Linked DNA regions of Mus musculus: all the other regions are linked to region 3. Evidence: chromatin contacts called from public Micro-C and promoter capture Hi-C data. All regions are on one chromosome and are shown on one strand. The core of a region is the stretch at or near the end of the contact, and the rest is flanking DNA. Distances in the headings are between cores, read along the strand shown. Region 1 has its middle 19 kb from the start of Gypa. Region 2 overlaps Ttc29 (tetratricopeptide repeat domain 29). Region 3 holds the start of Mmaa (methylmalonic aciduria (cobalamin deficiency) type A).

Region 1 (4,553 bases), core at 1,312-3,811, 1.2 Mb before region 3:
CTGTCTTTCATGACTCAAAAGATTTTTAGCTAAATATGACTACTCACTGTAATAAAATCTGAGAAAATATGGTAATGAATATCAAAAGGATTCCCAAGGTTAGAATTTTATTTAATAATTTCACTAATAGGGAGCTAGGAAACTAAGCACTGATGTATATAATGCACAAAAGATGTATGGAGCAGCATTGAAAAGATTGAGACACAGCGTCAAACAGGACATCAAACAAGAAAGTGGAAAACAACCACTCACATATAGCAATACACAGATAAATCAGCCTTAAAAGTTAGTTTTCTTGCCAAATCTTAAAAAATGTGAATTCTTTAGTTTATTTTCCTCACTGAACAAATCATCAGCACAAGGCATAGGCATGAAATAAAAAGCACGTATCATCTCCCGGGCTGCTCAGCTCTGGGGCTCAGGAGCGGCTTCTCCAGCCGTTGGCCCCCCAGCTGGCCACAACTTCTCCAGGCTTCCCACCTGGGCCTGGAGAGCCTGGTTCCTGGTTCCAGATGCTGGCTGGAAACCTGTATGGTGCCATGTGGAGCCTGTCACAGGGATACAACAGCTCAGCACCCCCAGACTGAGTGATGACTCGCAGAACACAAACTGGAACCCACAGTTATTTCTGTATTTCTCCTGAGTGACACCTGTCATTTCTGTCATAAGCCATTGCTAGTGACCAGTCTTGATACAGTATGGGAGGATTCTGCATAAGAGTCAGGAGGCACAGATCCTTAAAGGACATCTTGGAGTGGTAATCTAGCTGTTTCATGCATGACAATGATAGTGACAACCAGCTAACTGAGTGGAGAGATGGCTCAGCTGTTAAGAGTGCATAATGTGCCAGGCAGTGGTGGCACACGCCTTTAATTCCAGCACTCGGGAGGGAGAGGCAGGTGGATTTCTGAGTTCGAGGCCAGCCTGGTCTACAAAGTGAGTTCCAGGACAGCTAGGGCTACACAGAGAAACCCTGTCTGGCACCCCCCCCCCAAAAAAAAAGAAAAAAATAGTGCGTAATGCTTTTGTAGTGGACCAGAGGTCCACTCACAGCATGCATATCAGGTGTCACACAACTATCTCTAACTCCATCCTTAGGCGGTCCTATGCCCCTGTCCAGCCTCCATGGGTATCTAGAGAAACATGCACCTACCCTTCCTCCATAATTTACAAAGAAAAGGCAAAATAAAAATAAAAACCTTAATTATTATAGGAAAAGGACAATATAGATAACAGGTATTGTTTGTCTATTATTTTTAAGATAATTTTTAATTTATGTTCTTCCTTTATTGTATGAGTATTCTGTCTACATGTACATCTGCATACCCGAAGAGGGCATCAGATTCCTTTATAGATGGTTGTGAGCCACCGTGTGATTGCTGAGAATTGAACTCAGTACCCTGGAAGAGCAGCCAGTGCTCTCAACCACTGAGCCCTCTTATTAGCTACCATTTATCTATATTATTAATATTAATTAATTAATAATATTAACAATAATGGTTTGTTTCTTTTTTCTGTGTAGATTTTGACATATTATAGGAATTATATAGTGGGCTGCAGAGATGGCTCAGCAATTAAGAGCATTTGCTGCCCTTCCAGAAGACCAGTTTCCAGACCTGTTTGGAGGTCTAGTAGTGAGGTGTCAGTAACTCTAGTTGCAAGGGATTTGATGTCCTCATCTGACTTCTCTGCATACTCTTACATGACATATGCACATAAAGATACACACACATAAATAAAAGAAATAAAAAATAAATATTTAAAAAAGAATTTTATAACTAGCACAAATTTGCTCATTACATTCTTTGTAAATGTTAAAGGATACCAGAACAATTATTGACCAGTCAATATTAATTAGTCTTACATTCAGTATGAACATGTACAATCCAAACCAAAGGGTGACACAATCCAGTAACTCCATCTGATTAGGTAAAATCAGAATGCCGAGATTTGAAAGGATCCACACGCCTCAGAGCACAGGTATTGTCTATGGATTCAAAGACAATAACTAGGCTTCTGGTTGGTGACTGTGAAACTAATTTTATTTCCACCTTCTAGAAAGGTACTTTGTGCCTACACGTGGTGGCGTCTCAGGTAAGTTTCTAACTTCAAACTCTATTGATTTTCTGCAGATACTTATTAGATGCTTAATAGTGACTGAAAGCATAATGCTTTCTTATTCAACTGCACCACAGTCCAAGATTCACAAGAAATTTCAAGGTGTTTTGGAAAGAAAAGTTGCTGCAAATGTTTATATTTCACTTGCTCCATGAAATCCAGACACTGCCACAGTACACCAGAGCTTGCCATTTGGAGACATGAGAAGCAATACAGCAGTTTTCTGCAGCATTAACAACTTCAATTGCTCACTCCATGGATGGGGCCATATCTGTGATTCTGCGCATTTAACCCTGAGCAGCGTCTGTTGACACCCAACAGAGGTCGATCCTGGTATTTTATTATTTACTGGTATTTCCTTCTGCAGGATGTCCGCTCTGCTTGTCTTCCCGCATGAGAGAGTGCAGATGTTCCTGAAAGCTTCTTTGCGTGGTGGATTGACTTGAAGCAAGATGCTGAAAGAGAAGGGGCGGAGCTTAAGGGGAGCTGTCAGGGCCAGCCAAGGGGAGGCAGCAGACTAGGGCTTTGCAGCTACTGAAAATGAGCTGTTCTCCAGGAAACAGATTCAGATTCTTTTGTTTCTGCTGAATCAGAGAATAAAATGTTCTGCTGCTCTTTTAAAGTTTAGAGATCCAAATGATACCATGACAAGGATGCTCTTGGATAATCTGTTTCCTTGAAATGTCACTAAGATGTTCCTTGGAGTCTGTGGTACAGACCTGGATGCAGGAAAGATCCAAAGATCATGGAAGATGTTATGTGATTTCTAAGAAGGATGGATGAGCTAGTATGAAGCCCAAAAAGTTCTAGACATCTCTACCAGCATATCACTCACACAATAAGACCACTGCATCCTGTGAAGGGATTTACAAGGCCACTTGTGATATAGACACCAATGATATGTTTAACAACCTATGGCATATTGTGTGCTTGAGCAGGTGGGTTTCGAGGTAGATGGAAAAATCACCAAAGTCTGCCCCAGGCAAGGAAAGAGCTTTGAGGATATTGCTCTTAAGATGCTATGTTGAGAAGATACATCTAGCTCATTCATGCACTATGGTTATAAACATGTTCCATGAGGGGCTACTCTCAGTCATATATAAAGGAATACACAGGAGGAAGTCAGACACTAGGGCATGGGCTAAGTCAAGATTCAAAAGCATAGTTGGACTTTTGGACAGACGCTTGCACCAAAGCAGACCATGGAATGCAGAAACATCTCAGTCACATTCAAACCACAAATTAGGCAGATAGTCCATGAAGATTAGTCTGAGAAGTGAAAAGAAGTCCCCCAACTTCATTTCCTCCACACTGGCACAGATGGTGACTACTACATCAGAGCTTACATGAAATGAATGAGTAATAGCAAGTCAGAATAAGGCAGAGAGATGCTAAGTTACAGGTTCATCTTTCAAACTTTCACAGCCAAGAACTACCAATCAAATCCTTAATACTCGAACACAGCATCCAAGGTGGGCTGAGTCAGACAAGCCCTGGCTTGCTATAATCTTCTTTTAGAAAGCCTGACTGTTTTTATTGTCTCATCACCGTCCTCACTGGGAAGTAGGGCTTTCTGAGATGGTCAAAGATAAGTCCATGAAAAAGATAAGACATGAAAGTTGTCTATCTAGAAGAAGAATGGAAAGAGAGAAAAATAAATTCCTTCCATTTACATTTTCATTCCCAGGACCACATGTGGAGGGAGTGATGATAATATTTAATTAATATTTACAATACAAGAATTAGTAACTTGAATGCATTATCTTATATAAACCTTATAGTAACCCAATAAGGTTGATGTCTTCACCTTGTGAATGAAAAGTTGGAGGCCAAATTCACTCATGATTTACCAAAAATAGTAAGTGAAAGCCTCTCTTTGCACCATGTCCTTAATCTCAGAGACCATTCTTTTTCCACCAGCCAGTGTTTCTTTCCTTAACAGTCTGGCATAAAGTGACTCATACAGCACTGTTAAAGGGGCCAGCTGTTCCGTGTTACTCCTTGGAAAGTCCAACATGCTTCAAGGGTCTCCTCATTTTCTGCCCTAGCCATCATAACAAGCCATCTCATCACGTGCCCATTAAACGTTTGCCATGTCATATCATATCTACTATATCATATCATATTTCCCTCTATGTCTTTGATTTTATTTACCCTGCTCATTTCTATATGATAATTTAGAACAATTTTGTATTACCTTATCTTTTGATCCTCATTTTAGCATGCATGCTTCTTGATATTGTGAACTTGCTCTGCCTCCTCTTCCTTCTTTGTAGAACTCAGATGAGTTCAGTGCCTAACAGACAAGAGATAATCTATAAATATTTAATTGTTTCATATGCATAAATATATTGTTATGAGTGTTTTACTTGGTTTGAGGTAAAGGAGAAAGACCAAAACCAGCCACATCTTTGTTTCTACCCTCTACCTTTGCC
Region 2 (4,269 bases), core at 1,395-3,894, 1.1 Mb after region 3:
AGAGTTTTTCCAGGGAATGAATATTAAGCCAGAATGAACACCTTTGGGTAAAAGGAGCAGACACAGAGATTTATGGTGTTTGGTTTGTTTGTTTGTTTGTTTGTTTATTAGTTTTGTTTGTTGTGGTTCAAACGACACTGTAATTTTCAACCCTTGGAGAGCCAACAAAGAAGTACAGTTTCTAAAGTGACTTTTAGTGAGAAAAAGGAACTCAGTAGGTAATATAATTTTATTATATTGTGTCCTGATAAACACTGAATGTGAAGTAAAAATTAATTTCACATATCATGACTACAAACACACCAAAGTATTAATGTTGCTACAGCAACTGAATACTTTCGTGTAAATTAATATGATAATTTATGGTAGCATAAAACTCCACCCACAGAATATTGTATCTACTATTTTTTATATGTAATTTGTTGTGTCCTACACAATTTTTGAAATCATAAGATTTGAGGTTGTTTTTCTCAAAAAAGCCCCTCCCAAAACAAAAACCCACTTTCTTTATTTCGGCTTTCATCTCTATAAATAAAGCAATTGGTTCTCCATGTAAGGTGAGTGAAATGGGAAAATAGGAGAAGAGAAAGCCGGAGAGCTAATCTTAGGGAACAACCTGTGCCTTACAACAAAGGCAAGGCCGTGTGGCAACCCGACCAACATGTTTTCTGGGTCCGGCCTGGCTGTTTTCAGGGAACGCCTCACACTTTGCCTGTGCCAGAGTTCCTGAGTTTTGCAAGTAAAATTCCGTTTCTTGCACTCTTGCTGGGAGTCGTGAGAGTCTGTGGTTTGCACCTTCCCATTAAAAATGTATTGTATTTTTTGAAATTATTCACCCCGCCTTTTATCCAGATCGCGCCTTTGAAAGGAGGAAGTGGATGATGAATGGAATAATTCATGACTTCCCATTAAATATGAAACTTTCTTTTGCAGAGTTTAGAAAATGAAGTTCTACATAATGTACAGAAGTTGATTAGAACTTTTTCTACATCTTTTTTTTTTGAAATCTCTCACATAAAACAACTACATGAAGAGGCTTCTCTGTAAAAGGAAAAGCAGTTGATTCTTTGCACCTATGGTTTCCAGCTTTCTGTTCTTGTGTTTTTGCCTCTAAACACACGCACATACACTAGCACATGCACTCCCAGTCATGCACACACTCAAACATACACTTCTTAGGATTACTTAAAAGCATTAAAATGATGACAGGAAACATGTACATGAGGCTCTTCGGTTGACAAGTACTTAGGAGAAATGTGACACCCTTAAAACACAAAAGGAAAAAGTACATAATTTAAAAAATGACAGCCAAACATTATTCATGCTCTTTAGTATGAAAATAAATAGAAAAACTTGCATTTTGATTTTTTTTATAGTGTGACATTTCTTCAGTGAGGTGATGACATTTGCTGTGAAAACTGAACAAGACCTCACCTCTTCAGAACCTCCTCGCTCCCTCAGCCGCCTCTCTGTCCCCTTTCCCAGGGGCTCTGCTAAACCTACTTCTTCCTTTTCCTTTTGAAAAATTAAGTTCATTACGAGCGTAGGCTCATTTTACCACTGTCATTTTGTATTTTTTAGATGGAAAAAAAAAAAACCAAACCTATGGTAAATTGAGTAAAAAGACAGGTTACATCTCAATGCTCAAGGGCAACTCCAGAACTGATTTTTGTGGTTCTAAGGTGACTGCCTCACCAATGACACAGTTTTCATTAGCATCCTTTAACTTTCTTCCACATGAAAGGTAAGTTCAGGGTGTGCTTTCCCTTGTCAGACTTAAGGACAGAGTTATAAGGCATTTGGAGTAAACCTTCTTTGATTATCATTATAAAGAGATGAGTATCACACACACACACACACACACACACACACAGAGAGAGAGAGAGAGAGAGAGAGAGAGAGAGAGAGGGAGAGAGAGAAAGAGAGAGAGAGAGAGAGAGAGAGAGATAGATGAATGCTCCTCGCAGGCCCCGTGCATGAGGGATCAAACTTCCAGAAAGCGGTGAGAAGCGCAATAATGAAAAGCACAGACACTGATCATTCTGACCCTCTGCCAAGACAGAGTCTGGGAGAGATAACTTGCCATAAATAGCATGTTGACCTTATGGCAGCTATCATGAATATCTAGAAAATTACTAGTCAGGACTAACAATATTTAAAATCAAGTTTTGTAATTAGCAAGAGTGTTGTAAAACAAGGAGAAGGTATTTTTGAGAATACAAAACAATGTTGAATTCAAACTTAAAAAAAATTGTACATAAAATAGAGAGCAGGCAGGGAGTGCGTTGTCTCTTTCTAGTTCCTGAACAACACTGAAAATGCTAACAGGAGGCGAGCAGGCAGCCTTCGCAGCACGATCAACAGCACACAGAACAGAATTCAAGCAGAAAAACAATCAGAAGAGCAGAAGGCTCAGAGGTCTATAAATGGATGGATCACTGAGAAATACGGCAGGCAGAAAAAAATGCACCAGATGCAACGGCTTCAACATGTAGAGAATCAACAGGACAATGAAGACAAAGTGATTGAAATGAATTTTCTCTCAGAAACTTACAGATACAGTAAAAGAAAAATTACATGGCTAACACATACCCGGCTGAAGGGAATAACAGACTCAAGCAAGCTGGTGACTGGATCCCAAAAGCTATGTCTGCCAACTGTTCAGCAAATTAATGTACAACATGGATTAATTTCTAAAACGTACAAGACTGTTTTTATAAAAGTTGGCTGTACTAGCTACACTGGAAATTTCATGAGCTTATATCATGCACGGTGTATCATCTGAGCCAAGGTTCCCTCCTCAAACCCTCATTTCCACTGAATGAAAGCAGCAGAGAGCAAGCACACACAAAAACCATTCGTCTGCAAATGCATAAACAAATCTCTAATTTATTCATTGCTTCAAAGTGAAGCCTTTTATGGACTCTTGACATATTTGGGGTTTTAAAGATGCCCAAACATCACATCCCTGAGAAGCAAGCGTCCTCAGGTCAGAAGGAAGCTTCCCACAGGAGTGTTGTGAAAACAGGGAGCAGCCGTTCCGAGCGAGCGAGGAAGGCACTTCCAACTCAGGGTGACAGAAAGAAATAACGAAACAGACACAATGAAATTAGACCAAAGACAGAGCAGAAGAGAACACATCAAGGGTAAACTGAAAGATAATAAAATAGAAGGAGGTGGGGGGCATCTCACAAAACAAACAGCTACTTATATAAAAGACAGAGAAGTCGCTTCGAACCTTATCAAGAATGAGGCAGGAGCACAAAAGCAGATGCAGCTGTGCACAGCAGCCGCACAGCCCTAATTACAGCAACAGCCATAGTCTTTCATGTACAGATGCTGATCGCAACGCTTGGCATATAATTATCTGATTTAAACCTCCCAATGTTTTCTATAAAATTGTAGGGCAGGAAAAGAAAGATTACAGGTTAACCCTATGATTTAGATGAAAATGTACACATACATACAAACACACACACACACACACACACACACACACACAGAGAGAGAGAGAGAGAGAGAGAGAGAGAGAGAGAGAACAAATCAAAGCTACACCATGTAAGTAGGTTTTACCCCAGAATTGAGGGATATAGTCCAATTTTAGAAAATTTAGTAATTTTATTATCATCTTAGCAAACTTTATGATCACCTCAGAAAAAATTAGAAAATTATTTTAAAATGTTAAAAGCCCATAATGTCTAAGAAACGTAGAAACTGAGGAAACTTTTTGTTGGCAATATGTACCTATTAAAAACACATGGGAAAACCCCCTTCACGTTTTGCAGTACACTGGAGAATAACATTGGAATTTGGTGCAATCCTCACTGAAGACCCAGTGACAATTTTAAAATCCCTACTAAACAGCAATATGCAAGAAAAGCATTTGGAACAAAGAGGGGCACCACATACAACTGAATCCATGAAGAGGGCTGTGGCACCAACTCCAGGACAGGCAAAAAAGTCAGTCACCCAGAACACCATGCTTGTGTGTGTGTGGGCGGGGGGAGCACCAGAAAGCACACCCGAGAATAAGAGGTACCGCAGTTTGGGGAAAGACTTGGGAACAGTGGATTTAATCACAGATTTTAAAGATTATTTCTTAACATTGGTGTCTTGCACACACATGTAAGATACATTGCATACACTATAGTACCCCTCTGCACTTAAAAATGTACTTCAGATACTTAAATCGGGTTCTAATCACTTTCCTGTCTTGGTAGGTTTATGGTAATGTCACCACTAAAATCTTCCAGTGCTTAAGCCTATCTC
Region 3 (4,682 bases), core at 1,348-3,847:
AACAGTCAATTCAAAGAATATAGCAATGGTTGTTGGAGGCAGAGTAATGACCCTTAAGGCCATCACATTCTTATTTGAACGGAGGAGAGGTGTAGCCCTGACTTTGAGTGGAGACTGCTGGGGTGGATTTGAGGCTGTTTGGGACTGTTGCTTCCCCACTCTGGCTTCTCTTTTTTATAGGAGATAGTTTTAACCATCTTATAATTCTGTCTCTTATTCCAATGACTATTTTTGTACTTTGGGAGCAGAGAATTTATTTTCTAGTCACTTAGGTCCAGATGGGAAATAATTTTGCCCTGGATAGAAACCCAGAGTCTCACCCTTATTGAATTTAGAAATTTTACATGATTTAATCTTTTTAGACTTAGATGTTGTAATGCTTTGAAACTATGCAGTTCCTCTGGGAACAAGGACTGAATGAATTTTGCATAAGAACATTATGACTCTTTGGGGGCCAGAGGTGTGGTAGGGAAAGCTTCCCCCAATACAGATTTCCACACTTTCATCACCAGAGCCTGTGAATATATTTTCTTACAAAACGCAAAGGAACGTGGGAGCTATGATTAAGGACCTTGCTATGGTGAGATTATCCTAAGTGGGCCCAATTTTGTTACACCAATCCTAAAAACTAAAGACCTCTTTACTGATGCTACTGCCTTTGAAAGGAGAGGAAAGGGGCTACAGACCAAGGCACCTCAGGGGCTTCTAGAAGCTAGAAAGAACAAACTAACACTCTTCTCTCTGAGATTCTAGAAAGGAATGAAGTCCTCTGACAAGCTGACTTCAGCACAGGGGGTTAGTTGCACCCTGACCTACAGAAAACAGTACATTTCTGTTCTTTTAAATTGCTAAGTTTGTACCAACTTTTATGGCAGTAATAGAAAACAAATAGATGACTGTACTTACTCTGTTCATGCATTACAATAAGAGATTCCCATGTAATTCCCTTGAAGGAAACAAAGGCATATCTGATTAGTATCCATATTCTGACCCTCTGTTGCCTAGCTGATGTGATTTCCAATTCTCTGAGGCTTATAGCACCTGCTCTGGCTCCCTGTTCTTTAAACACATTAAAGATGGAAATAGGTTATATGCAAATATGATGCCATGCTGTAAAGGGACTGAGCATGCCAGCCTCAGGCGTTCCAGGAGCCTGAACAGTATCTGGCAGCTACTCAAATTTGTTGAAATGAAAATTTAAAAAGTCACAACTGACAGATTACAAAGACTCACAAGTCTTATACATACCATGGCAAACAGCGCTGAGCAGTAACCAAAAGATTATATGCATTACGTAAGTTGGTTGGTGAATTCCCAAGCCTTAATATATGGACTTAAATATGATATTTGTAATAACGAGGTCATTTCCAAACCCTTCCCAGTGCTCTTAGACATGGTGCAGCATTTGTTAAGGTCAGATTGTAAGAAAACTACTGTATCATGAATTTTGTATTTCTTCTTTGTAAATGTTTTAATAATTGCTAGGTACAAAGTTTCACTGGTTTTTAATTTTCAAAAATATTTTTATGTATCTACAAGTAGGAATGTGCTCTACATGTGTGCCTGGTGTTCTCAGAGGCCAGAGGAGGGCAGTGATTTCTTTGGAACTGGATGGCTGTGAACCTCCCTGTGGGCACTGGGAACCCAATCTGGCTCCTTTGAAGAGCAGCCAATATGTTCTTACGTTAATGTTAATCTCTGAGCCATAGCTCCAGTCCCAACAACTTTGCTTTTAAACATTTAAAACTTACGGTGGACGAGTTAAAGGAGCACTTACCGCTGCTGTTTAAGCTGCCTGTTTTTAACGTACTATCGTACCTTTCTCTGTCTCCACACACTTTCCTTCTGGACTGCCTGAAATTTGTAGGTCTCATGACTTCAGTAATTTTTTTTTTTTTAAATTAGCTACAGTGTGGCGCGGTGGGGCCCACCTTTAACCCCAGCATTTGTGAGGCAGAGCCAGGTAGTATGTAAACCAGCATGGTTTTAGGGAGTTCCAGGTCGGCCAGAGAGACCTTATCTCAAAAACACAAATAAAAAAATTAATTACCATTCAGCCCCAGTGCAAGGTAGAACCAGGTCAGGTGCTTTCAAGGGAGAGCCTGCCCACGCCTGGCGAACCTCCCCGGGCACTGCTGAGGTGGTGAGCACAGGCCTCTGGATGTGGGGCATAAGAAATATTACTACGAGTGCATCGGTTTTAAAGAAAGTGTGGGCCCCTGAGCCACTCAGAACTGCCATTGTTCGGCCGTGCATTTCGACTGGGGCTGGAGCGGCTACTCCAACAGGTGGCAACGTGCTCTGCAAAGTTTGCCTACGTCGTCCTCAGTGACCCGTCTCACGTTTCCAGGCGCGGAAGGAGTGGGCCTGGGCACCGCGGCCGCTGAGGGTTGGGCCGGGCCAGCCGAAGCCAGGACGCATTCCAGGTGGGGAACGCTGAGCCCAGAGCGGCCCTCACCACCCACTTCCCGCCCAAGCACACCCCGCCACCCGCGCCTGCGCCCGCCGCGGGACAGCCTTCGCTAAGCGACTGCGCCTGCGCGGGGCGTCGCGTTACGCCTGCGTGCCGCCGGCGGCGGAAGGAGCGAGCAGGGCGGGAGCAGTGGGCGGAAGGGGCGGTGCTCTGCTGCGCGGCCTCGCGAGGGTGAGTGTGGGGCCCGGTGCGCGCGGAGGCCAGGAGTCGGGGCCGCGGTGCGTCCTCCGCCCGGGGTCAGCCCCGCTGTCGGGGGCGCCCCCTGGAGGCTCGCGGGGGGCAGCCGAGGAGGATGTGGCTGAGTCGGGGGCGGGGTGGATGTGGTGGGGCCTGCAGGAAGGACTGGAAGGGACTGAGCGCTTTTTCCTTACATAAGAAAGGCGTCGCAGTCGCTGCTGTCAGGTTCTCGTGGGCCGGTTTGTGAGCTCGTCTCGGGCAGCGCGGAAGGAGCCAGGCCCGGAGGCTGTTCAGTGCTAAGGAGCTCCGCCTGCGGAAGGGAGCAGCAGACCCCTCAGAGGGGAAGGAATACAGATTTGCAGGTTATAAAGCAGGGTTCACTGGGAGTCACAAAGCGGTGTCTGGGTTGCCAAACACCGTCGCGACCGCGCCGGTAGCGTTCCACAGAAGACATGCCAACTTCAGATATGTTTCTCATTTGAAAAATGAAGGAGAGCCTAAGAAAAGGGTTTCTTACTGTCGCCTTTCTTAACAGTTCCCTTGCATATATTTTGGAGAACAAAGAAACTATAAAAAGTGGCTAAGCTAGTAGAAAACCAATTTCCAGGAGAAACAAAACGTTTGGAGGGTTATCTACAATGTCTCGAAAGTTCTTTGACGAAGTAAATATATTCAAGGAAATAGTATTTTTATTAGGATGGTTCTTTTAAGGCTTTGTTTCCTATTAGAGACTATAAACATGGAAAGTTATATAATCATGAGGAACGTAAATGGTGATTACAAAATGTGAGGGTGTCATAAGAATATATTTGGAATGGATGGAGCAAGTGAATGGTTGGAATTTGCCCCAGCTGATTGATGTCATGTGGGAAAAGTAGACATTTAGTCTTGCTGTATGTAAGAAAGGTGTTGAACATTGCTTTAAAATCAGTGCTTTAAAATCATTCATTGCCACGGGTCTTCTACAGAGATCTGAGTTTTCTGGAATAAGGAACAAGTATCTATATTTTTATGTGATCCTCCCGTTGGTTTTAATGTGATTGGTGTTGGGTTGAGTTAACAAGCACCCTCTGTGAGCCGGGTATCACCTAAGTTAGTATTCAGAATAATTTGATTTAGAGAAGAAAGATTTCCCCAAAGCCAGGATCATCAGGAGAGGATTTAAGAGAAGAGTGGATTTAAGCAGAGGAGAAATGTTGTAGAAGAGGAAAGATGAGACCAGTTAAATCTGGAATGTGGGAAATTGGGAAAGTAAGTACTAGGTTTGGAAGACCAAGTCTCCTTAGAGGAAGGAGGTCTGAAAGGAGAGTATGAGAAAATTGTGCAGCAGAAACAGACTATTGGACTTGGTTCTAGGGCATCAGTGTCACACAGAAGGCTTAAGAATGCTTGCAGTGGGGGCCCACTCCCCTAGTCAGAATGCCTGGAGTGGGGCCTGAGCGTTCCCTCTCACAGGTACTCCTGGTCTGGTTTGGGAGATCACTGTGCTAGGACGCGGAGGAATTTGAACAGAAGAAGCTAGATTCATGTTCCAAGATGGATCTTACTGAGCAGTCCAAGGGCACTGGAGAAAGAGTGGAGAAGGGCAGTGTTTCTCATTCTTGATCAGCACGAACTTGGCACCAGGTCCTGCCCGAGTGCACAGCCATTATTCACACTTGCTATTCCCCTGGCCTGCTTATATTTGCACAAGAAGAGCCTGAGACCATAAGAGGGCTCAGTTACCAGTGCTAGTCTCACTAATGCTGCAGATTTCCAGAGCAATGAATAACAACATTTAATGGTGAGAGGGTCCCAGCACAAATTGACCTCAGAGTAGAAATTTGGACATGTGACTCTTTCTGGAAATAGTGAAAGATAAAGTAGACAGGAACCTCAGAGAAGCCCTCCCGAGGCAGTGAGTGTGTTCTGTGTTACCCTCACTTATCAGCGACCACCTTAACCACTCTGTAAAACCATTTTAAAACTTGAAAGGGAGAGGTGAAGCTTTGAGCAGGGGTGGAGATGATAAGCAGGCTAGTGGTATCTGACA

Evidence for each region. Promoter capture Hi-C pulls out the DNA fragments that hold promoters and counts their contacts. A called contact is a pair of places that touch in the nucleus more often than the background predicts.
Region 1: a Micro-C map of granulosa cells shows a contact between it and region 3, with 4 times the contacts expected there. The contact joins the enhancer-like site here to the promoter of Mmaa in region 3. A contact is called at or near these places in 12 of 39 promoter capture datasets (the 3T3-L1 cell line, 3T3-L1-derived adipocytes, the C10 cell line and 7 more), 13 of 484 Hi-C or Micro-C datasets (the 3T3-L1 cell line, 3T3-L1-derived adipocytes, the G1E-ER4 cell line and 10 more) and 2 of 115 datasets of contacts at active chromatin or transcription factors (astrocytes and large pre-B cells).
Region 2: a contact with region 3 is called in a promoter capture Hi-C map of hippocampal neurons, with 14 times the contacts expected there. The contact joins the enhancer-like site here to the promoter of Mmaa in region 3. A contact is called at or near these places in 14 of 39 promoter capture datasets (the 3T3-L1 cell line, 3T3-L1-derived adipocytes, HPC-7-derived erythroid cells and 9 more), 13 of 484 Hi-C or Micro-C datasets (the 3T3-L1 cell line, the HPC-7 cell line, the N1E-115 cell line and 8 more) and 1 of 115 datasets of contacts at active chromatin or transcription factors (astrocytes).

What each region holds. Positions count from the first base shown.
Region 1 is chr8:80,473,204-80,477,756 of GRCm38.p6, reverse strand. No RefSeq gene overlaps it. Among named protein-coding and RNA genes, the nearest start is that of Gypa, 19 kb to the left of the region's middle. Within about 2 kb of position 2,561, at least 8 of the 459 cell types and tissues checked have an H3K27ac peak or open chromatin away from gene starts, as enhancers often do.
Region 2 is chr8:78,232,101-78,236,369 of GRCm38.p6, reverse strand. The region is part of intron 5 of Ttc29 (tetratricopeptide repeat domain 29); the gene reads right to left. Among named protein-coding and RNA genes, the nearest start is that of Ttc29, 21 kb to the right of the region's middle. Within about 2 kb of position 2,644, at least 7 of the 459 cell types and tissues checked have an H3K27ac peak or open chromatin away from gene starts, as enhancers often do. A contact at or near this core is called in hippocampal neurons, where this site is marked.
Region 3 is chr8:79,292,876-79,297,557 of GRCm38.p6, reverse strand. Mmaa (methylmalonic aciduria (cobalamin deficiency) type A) reads left to right here and starts at 2,597. Exons shown (of 7, transcript NM_133823.5): 1 at 2,597-2,644. It overlaps Gm4890 (predicted gene 4890), which reads right to left and starts at 2,480. Exons shown (of 2, transcript NR_045823.1): 1 at 2,051-2,480.